Linked DNA regions of Sus scrofa: region 1 is linked to region 2. A link is a contact called in public Hi-C data. All regions are on one chromosome and are shown on one strand. The core of a region is the stretch at or near the end of the contact, and the rest is flanking DNA. Distances in the headings are between cores, read along the strand shown.

The links. A called contact is a pair of places that touch in the nucleus more often than the background predicts.
Region 1: a contact with region 2 is called in a Hi-C map of liver, with 2.3 times the contacts expected there. The contact joins two enhancer-like sites. A contact is called at or near these places in 1 of 5 promoter capture datasets (liver), 3 of 47 Hi-C or Micro-C datasets (fetal heart ventricle, liver and retroperitoneal adipose tissue) and 1 of 2 datasets of contacts at active chromatin or transcription factors (skeletal muscle).

What each region holds. Positions count from the first base shown.
Region 1 is chr12:60,866,436-60,870,701 of Sscrofa11.1, forward strand. No RefSeq gene overlaps it. Among named protein-coding and RNA genes, the nearest start is that of PEMT, 12 kb to the right of the region's middle. Within about 2 kb of position 2,871, at least 6 of the 83 cell types and tissues checked have an H3K27ac peak or open chromatin away from gene starts, as enhancers often do. A contact at or near this core is called in liver, where this site is marked.
Region 2 is chr12:60,752,320-60,756,459 of Sscrofa11.1, forward strand. RAI1 (retinoic acid-induced protein 1) reads right to left here. Exons shown (of 5, transcript XM_021068026.1): 3 at 3,345-3,438; 4 at 431-480; 5 at 1-207. The coding sequence ends at 193. Among named protein-coding and RNA genes, the nearest start is that of SREBF1, 20 kb to the left of the region's middle. Within about 2 kb of position 1,317, at least 13 of the 83 cell types and tissues checked have an H3K27ac peak or open chromatin away from gene starts, as enhancers often do. A contact at or near this core is called in liver, where this site is marked.

The DNA of each region.
Region 1 (4,266 bases), core at 1,621-4,120, 120 kb after region 2:
AGGCACAGAGGGGCAGCCGGCACAGGAAACGGGAGGCCAGCCACGGCCGCCAGGACGGGCGCCAGGGACAAACGGTGCCACCCGGGTCTGGGGAGGATCCGGGACACGGGACGCCGCGAACACTCACAGGAGGCCCTGGGAGTGTACGATGCACCGTCACTTCGGCAAACAGTCTGGCTGGCAGTTTCTTATACAGTTAAATATACACTTTCCATACGATCCAGCCTCTCCGCGGCTAGGTGTTTACCCGAGAGAAACGAAAACATATGTCTGCCCATATGCTTGCGGCAGTTGTACTTGCAATCGCCCCAAACTGAAAACAACCCAAATGTTCGTCAACTGATGCGCCGAGACGCAGCACGTGACAGCCGCACAATGAAATATTACTCAGCAATAAAAAGGAAAGCCTCGCAGGCACAGCCGGGACTCTCAGGTGCATCGTCCTGAGACGGAGGAGCCAGATCGCCAGGCGGCAACTGCGTGATTCTATTTGGGTGGCCTGCTGGGGACCCCGAAATCACAGGGACAGAACGGGGACTGGCCGGTGGCTGCCAGGGACTGGGGGTGGGGAAGGGCTGACCCCAGGGGGCCCGCAGGAAGTTTCGGGGCTGAGGTAAAGGTGCTGTGTCGTGACCGTGTGGTGGTTCCACGGTCTTATAGATTTGCCAAAACTCATAGAAGGGGACACTAAAAACAGATGCATTTGACTGTATGCAAATGATACTGCACTTATGCGGCCACAAAGCCTGGGGCTGACACGGGGCCACCCTTCGCTAGAGCTCCGCAGGGAGCTCGGGCCGCACCTCGGGGCCTGGGCTTTGGTCGGGCTCTGCGCAGACGGGGTCTGCAGGAAAATGTCTGAGTGATCAGTTTGGGAACCACCCCCTCCCCAGATCGAGGGCCCTTGTTCTCCGCGGCTGAGGAACCACAGGGCACGGATCTCAGGGACGCGCCGAGGAGGCGCGTGCGTGTGCGTGTGCGTGTGCGTGTGGACCTCTGCAGCGTGTGGCTTCTGGGGCCATCAAGGGTGCTCTGGTCCCCCTCCCAGCACCAGCCAGAGTGGCAGAGATGCTCTCTTTGCTTTGAAGTCAGGGTGACAGGTCACTTGGTCTGGCCAATGAAATGTCAGTGCAAGTAAGGACACCACCTCCAGGAAGCAGCTTCAAGAACAGGATTGCAGCTCTCCCCTTTCTCTTTGCCCAGACCTGCCCACCCTCACCGAGGCCGCGCTTCCGTGGGTCAGCCTGGGTCCCGGGGTGACGGACGAGGGGCGTCTCCCGGTCCCCGGGGCCTTTCTCCTGCTCTCATCCTCTTGACAGCAGCTTTCACAGCAGAGGTTTTAGAGTCTAATGAGGTCCAGCTCATCCAGTCTTTCTTGGATGGATCCTGACTTGCTGCTGCAGCTAAAAAGTCCTCGCTCTTGGAGTTCCCGTCGTGGCTCGGTGGTAATGAACCTGACTATTATCCATGAGGACATGGGTTCAATCCCTGGCTTTGCTCAGTGGGTTAAGGATCCGGCGTTGTCGTGAGCTCTGGTGTAGGTCGCAGTCGCGGCTTGGGTCCCGTGTTGCTGTGGCTGTGGCGTAGGCTGGTGGCTATAGCTCTGATTGGACCCCTAGCCTGGGAACCTCCATATGCTGCCGGTGTGGCCCTAAAAACACACACACAAAAAGTCGTTGCTCAACTTCTGTTCTTTTAAGGCTTAAAAGCCACTGAGATTTTGCACCCTTTGCCACTGCAGCATAACCTCAGATGGAATTGTCGTTTGGCCTGAAGAATCTGGCTCCAGGATGGGCGTCCATGTCTGCTACAACCCAGATGGTGGGGGAACCAGGGACCCCCCCAAAGCCAGTCAGGACATGGCTGCTTCCTCAGCAGCCTCTTAACACTCACAGACCTGGAGCCTGGGCAGCCCCAGCAGCAGCCCCCACCCCCGCCGACCAGGGAAGGAGGAGCCCCTCCCTCGTGGTGGCCTTTCTGGTCTGGGGTCAGCACATCGGAGGGGCCAGAGCAACTGGGAATCCAGCCTGGCTGCAAGAGCACTGCGGGGTCATGGGCTCACTCTCCAGGGAGGCAGAGGAGGTGGGCCTGCATTGGCCTGTGGTCACACTGTGGCGGGGGGAGGGGGCACCCCTGTAGAACAGAAGAGGCAGAGAGTGAGGCTGGGGGGCGCTGGCGGGAGGGGAGAGGAGGCTGCGTGGGGGCAGGGGGTGGGGCAACGTAAGAGGGAGCTGACGGGGAGGGCAGGGTGACAGCTGGCACTGGAGGGGGCAGGGACGTGGATTATTGTTTGATCCTGGCTATGGTGCGTTGACGCGTGTCCCCCAAATTCACGTCTGCCTGGCCCCTCAGAATGTGACTGCGTTTGGAGTCAGGTCTCCGCAGGTGCAATTAGGTAAGGACCTCACGCTGAAATCATTGCGGATCTAAGATGAGCCCTAAACCCAGTGATTGGCGTCCTCCTAAGGTGTGGCTGGGAGACAGGGACACCTGGAAGGCCCTCACTCCTGGTCACAGCCCGGTCAGTGACCCTGGGAGCAGAGGCCACCTGCCTGCGTGGCTGAATTGAGGGCAACTGAAGGGAACTGATCAATTCTTCCAGAATCCTAGCTTCTGAGGCCCAGGCATTCCTGTAAGGGAACAGAATCGAGTCCAAATGAGGCTTAAGCGCTTCGGCAGGGGCCCGGCAGTGCGGGGACACAGTGTGGCCTGCAGAGCTCGCTGGCCCTTTACAGAGGTTTGCGACCCCCGCTGTGACTGGCCATCCTCACCGGGCCCCTCCTGAGGGGAAAGGGGCCAGGACAGAGGGCATCAACCGGGCCACCGCAGGAAAGACGGGTGCGGCTGCTCTGGGCCACTCACCGAGGCGGGGGAGGGGGCTGCGTGGGACTCATGGGTCAGAGGCGCCTCTGGGCTCCGGGTCTGTCCAGACTGGGACTGAACCCTGGGGACCTAGAGGTGTCCGCGTTGGAGGAAGGTCCCGGAAGCCCCCCTGGAAGGAAGAAAAGAGGAACCAGCCGCGAGAATCGTGGCCCAAGTGGGGTGGGGGGCGCGCGAGGGAGGCGGTGCCCCGGGGCGGGGCCGGCGGCGGGAAATGCGCGTCGTGCCTCTGCCTCCCGCCAGGTGGCGCTGCTCCCCCGGCCTTGACGCCTTCGCGCCCTTTCTAAAGCGCTGGCGACAGGCGGAGACCCCAGGCGCGCCAAGTCCTAGCCGACCTGCATCCCAGCAAGAGCCACCTCCTCCTCCACGTCCCCGACGGACCCTATGGGAAACCAGGCTTCTGGAAAAAGTACTGCTTCGTCCCCTCAGGGTTTGCCTTCCTTACTTGCTCTGTGGGTAAAATAGAGATGCTTCAGTCTCTCCAAAGCAGCAAGTGTAGGGCATGAAGCCTTCATCCAAACAGAGCATTTCCACCATGACCATGACTGCCAGGCATCCCTGTGCAGGTTGTGCACCGCCTCAAGGACGGCAGACACGTCCAAGACTGTGCAAATGTACCCCTGCTGGGTTGCACAGTGCTCACCCTGTGCAACTGTGCATGGTGGCCCTGAGCCTCGGAAACATCTCCACTAGGTACTCAGGTGAGTGTACGCAAGGTGAGTGGCCCCCTGAAGCTGAGCGTGGGCAGGTGTGCTTACCTTCTTGTTGATATACACCCCACAAAAAGGACCTGGAGCCGCCCCTCCCCCCACGCCCCAGCATTGTGTGTGACCTCCTCCTCCCAGCCATAGAGGTGGGTTGTGGCTCAGTGGGTTGAAGACCTGACATTGTCTCTGAGAATGCGGGTTCAGATGCTGGCCTCTCTCAGTGGGTTAAGGATCCGGTGTTGCTGTGGTTGTGGCAAATGCCGCAGCTGCTGCTCAGATCCAACCCCTAGCCTCGGAGCTTCCATATGCTGCAGGTGTGGCTGTAAAAAGACAAAAAAAAAAAAAAAAAAAAAAACCACTTCTTTTGTTTCTTAGAGAAGGTCAGCCCAGAGCTGCGGCAGCTTCACACCTGGAGATGGTTTGGAAGTGCGGGGTCAAAGGGCAGCTGGTGGGAGGGGTGATAATGGCCTGGAAACGGCACGTGGGGCTGAGAAACCAGCTTCTGGTGTTGGGCTCAGGCTTTTTAGGGACCATCTTATCACAACGACCCCCTGAGGACGGAAGCAGTATCAGCATTTGACAGACCAAGGCTTCAAGGGGTTTACCCCAATCACAGAGGGCTGCCTGGGGCCGGCGTCCTGCTGTGCTTTTTCCCTGTGCTAATGTATGGAGCTTTCCC
Region 2 (4,140 bases), core at 67-2,566:
ACGTGTTTTCTTCCCAACCCGGGACCACCAGCTTCCGCCCGAGGCGGCCAGATCCAAGATCCGGGGTCTGAATCGGGGATCGGCTCGGGACTGGCGCCGGGAGCAGCGCAAAGGCCCGGGGGCTGTGCAGGCGAATCCTCTCCCTCGGCGGCTGGCAGGCAGGCGGGCTCCGGGGCTTCGGCGGAGGGCGGATTACAACGGCAGCCTCTGCGGGGAAGAAACGCGCGGCGCCCAGGGTGGGTGGCGGTGCGCGAGGGGTTAACTCCCCCAGACCCGCCCCCACACGAGGCCCGCCCCCCGTGCGCCCGCCCCCTCGTGCGCCCGCCCCCAGCACGTGCCCGCGAGCCAGCGGTCCCGGGACGCCGAGCGCCGACCCGCCCGGCCGCCTCTCCAGCCGGGGCCCCTCCGGGGAAGGCTCGCGCTCACCCACCTTATGTTTGGGGCATTTCAAAGAAAAGTTCTCTTCGACGAAGACGCAACCTGCGAGCAAAGAGACGTTCGAGCGGTCAGGACGCCGTCGCGTCAGGCCGGGAGGGGGTCGCGCCGCCCCGGAGGCCGCAGGCGGCGGGGCAGTTTGCGGAGTAAGTCAGACCCTGCTTGAAATGCGACAGAACCCGAACGCCACCTGCTGAACCTCAGCCCCCTGGCCTGTCTGCCCTTCACGGTCGTCCCCCTCGCGCCTGGGACGCCCCCGCTTGTCAGGGGAGGCCTTGCCTGCGCTCAGGCAGGCCGGGCGAGTGCGGGACTGAGCTCCCACTTTCCCAGCTGCACGGGGCCGAGCCCGGGGGCTGCAGGCGCGGAGCCCCCGCCGCCAAGGGTGGAGGGCGGGGAGGGTGTCACTTCCAGAACCAAGTTGCTCAGCCGCCCACCGGCGTCCACTCTGGGGGTGGAGGGGGAGGGCTCTCTCCCCGTGTCTGCGGCTGCGGAACGCCGACCCAGCCGACAAAGTGGGCCCTGGTGCCGGCTCGCAGCGAGGCGCAGGGGTCGCGCTCCGCGGTTGAGAGCCCGGCCCAGACACCTGCGGAGCCCCAGGGACCCCGCGTCCAGACCCAGGTTTGCGCAGGCACTGATAGGGGACAGCTGCCTGGGGCTCCCGCCGGCTGGGTTCTCCCACCTTCTCTGGCTGCTGTGCCCCCGCCACGGCTGCTGCCCTTCCAAACCTCTGCTCCTTGCTGCTCAGGCAGTCACCTCATGCTAGGAACCCCCCCCCCAAGTGGCTCTGCAACCCCTCCTGTGAGGGAGGAGGTGCCTTGCCTTCCCCATGCTGCCAGCCTGAGCCTGGTATGGTCAGCTGCGTGGCCAGTCCTGGGCCTGCTGTTGAAGGGGAGGGGCCGCGGGGAGGGGGTGTCTCAGCAGCCACTGACCTTGGCCCCCTGAGGGAACTCAGCCAGGCCAGGCCGGCAGCACCTGCATGAGAGCTAATGGAGGCTGAGGGTGAAGCCATGAGATTGGGCCTGGAAGGGCCAGTAGCTGCCAGGCTGTGGGACGGCCTGCTTGGCCCCCGCCCTGTTCCCCCAGCACAGCTCCGCTCCTCCGCCCAGCCTCCAGCCCACTTCCTCGCGGCCCCTGCGGCTCCACCAAGACCCTACTCCAGGGAAGTTCCATGGGTCAGAGACCTCACTGGAGACAGCTTGTGTTGCTCCAAGCCTGTGCGGGTCCCCCCACAAACCAGCTGCTGCCCACCTTCCCTGAACTCTTGAGGACTGGCTCCCATGTCACCTCCTCTTAGAAGTCCTCCAGGATTCCCTCCTAACTCAGGATGGGCCTCTCCCGCGGCACAGGCTCTCTTGTCTTTGTCTGGTGGTCTCTACAGCTTTGTGCAAGGACCATGGACTTCCTGTCTGCTCCACTCAGAGGCGAGTCCCCTGGCAGCCCGGGCGCTACTGGGAGGTATACAGAGCCCAGGACGTGGAACCAGCCAAGCAGGGAGGCACACTCTGGTTGTGTCCCTGTGGTGCCGTGGTCACAGGTCGGGCAGCCTGTCTGTAAACATGAGGCTGGAGACAGCGCAGGGCTGGCAGGGTGCGTGCCAACGGGGTCACCGCGGGAGGACGGCTGCGGTGTGTGGCAGCTCTTACGGGAGTTGGGCTGTGTGTCTGGCAAAGGGGCTGCGTCCAGGTTAAGATCTGCTCACACTGGGAGGCAGGAGGCCGGGGCCGGAGCAGGCCCTCTCCCTGCTGGGCACAGTGGCTTGGCCCTCACCAAGGAACCGCCGTCACTCAGAGTCCCGAGTGGTCCTGGGAGCAGCTCCGTTGGGGCCAGGGGTCCCTTCTGCCCAGCAGGCTCGGGTGGGGAAGGGTCCTGCTGGGGGATGCCTCTGCTCTGTCTTCAGGCCTAGAGTCACTATACGGCCGGCCCCGCTATGGGCCAGAGGAGAGCGGGCGCGGGTGGCGGGGGCCCAGCGGCCGTGGGGGCCGCCCCCCAAGAGCACTGGGGCCGTCCGTTCTGGGGCGTGGTGACCTCACTCCTGCTGCCCACGGCGGCAGGAAGGAGGAGTCCGAATACCCTCCGTTTTAGGGATGGGGACCCGGCGCGGAGACGGTGGTGGGCCTGCCCGGTCCACGCGCCAAGAAGGTGCCCGGGACGCGGGCAGCTGCATTCTCTGTGGGACACACGCCCGCGGAGCAGGCGCGTGAGCGAGGGGAGAATGGGGCAGACACGGGGGCGCCGCTCCTGCCTCCAGACCGCGCCGCCCTGCGGGAGACCGGCCGCAGCTCTGCCCGCAGCCGGCACGTCTGGCTCGAACCTCGTCTCCTTGCCTCTCGGCTTTCGTCACTGAAGTGTCTCGTTTCCTTTCTTTCTCCAACCCATTGAGCTCCCGTTCAGCCTTCGAGGCCCAGCCCTGGCGGCCCTGCGCTTCGAGGCCCGAGGTCCCGCCCACCTCTAGGTGCCCCTTGGCAGTGACAGCCCCCTCCTTCCGCCTTGGGCCCCTGCCTCCGGGCACTGCTCCGGCGCGTGGCCGAGGAGACACAGGAGGTAGAACTGCGGGGGCGGAGTTGTCATTGTGGCTCAGCAAGTTAGGAACCTGATGTTGTCTCTGTGAGGATGCGGGTTCGATCCCTGGCCTCGCTCAGTGGGTTAAGGATCTGGCGTTGCCATGAGCTGCGGCGTGGGTCGCAGAGGCGGCTCGGATCCGGCGTGGCTGTGGCTGTGGTGTAGGCCGGCAGCTGTGGTTCTGATTAGACGCCCAGCCTGCGAACTTCATGTGCTGCAGGTGTGGCCGTAAAAACAAAGGAAAGCAAAAGCATTGCCGCGCAGGAGAGGGAAGCCGAGGGCTCGGGCAGGGCTGGTGCAGGGAGCCGTGCCCGCTCCCCCGACCTCCCGTGCCGGCGTCTGGCTCTTACCCGCGTCGCTGGCACACGGGTAATGATAGGCGTGGAGGCATCCTTCGTGACAGCACCCGATGGTGGCCCCGGCTTCTTGGCAGCTGGAACAAGTCTGGCGAGGAGAGAGGGAAGTGGGTGAGTCTGGGGCTGGAGACCTGTCACGGCCCCTGCCCCCAAGGGTCTGGGAAAAGCAGCTGGAGGGAGGCTCAGGACGGGGTGCGGCCGTCCGCAGGGCTGGTTCTGTGCCAGCTCCTGGGCTGGTGTCTTGGGTGGGGGGCGCTCGCTGGGCAGAAGTACTATTTCACAGCCAAGTGTAGGGGTTCTTGGCATCTCCCAGGCCTGGGCACATCCCCGCTCGGCTACTGTGCACTGCGGGACTTCAGCCAAGCGGCTCAACTCTTCCGCCTCGTGTGCACAGCGGGCATGGTGCCAAGAACTCATGGGCTGTTGTCACCCTCACCCACCAGCTCTGCCCCACACCCCCAAGTGGGTAGCTCTCACGAACTCTGCTGTACAGATGTGACACTGGGGTCCCAGTCCCTGCGGCAGCTCAGGCACTGAACCAAGTGGGACGCCCCCTGCCCAGGTAGCAGCTGGTCTACTGTGCCCTCTGCTGAGCTCAGGGGCTGGCCCAGTGGCCTGTCGGGGTGTGACCAGGCCAGGAGGGTGATGCTGGGAGGGCCCTTGGAGGACTGAAGCAAAACCTTTGGCTTGGGGAGGGACAAGCCGGTTCTCAGATGCTGCAGACACGGGCACTGCCGCCTCCCTGTGCAGTTGCGGGAGTGACATGGGCAGGCCCTCACCTGGAGGCTAA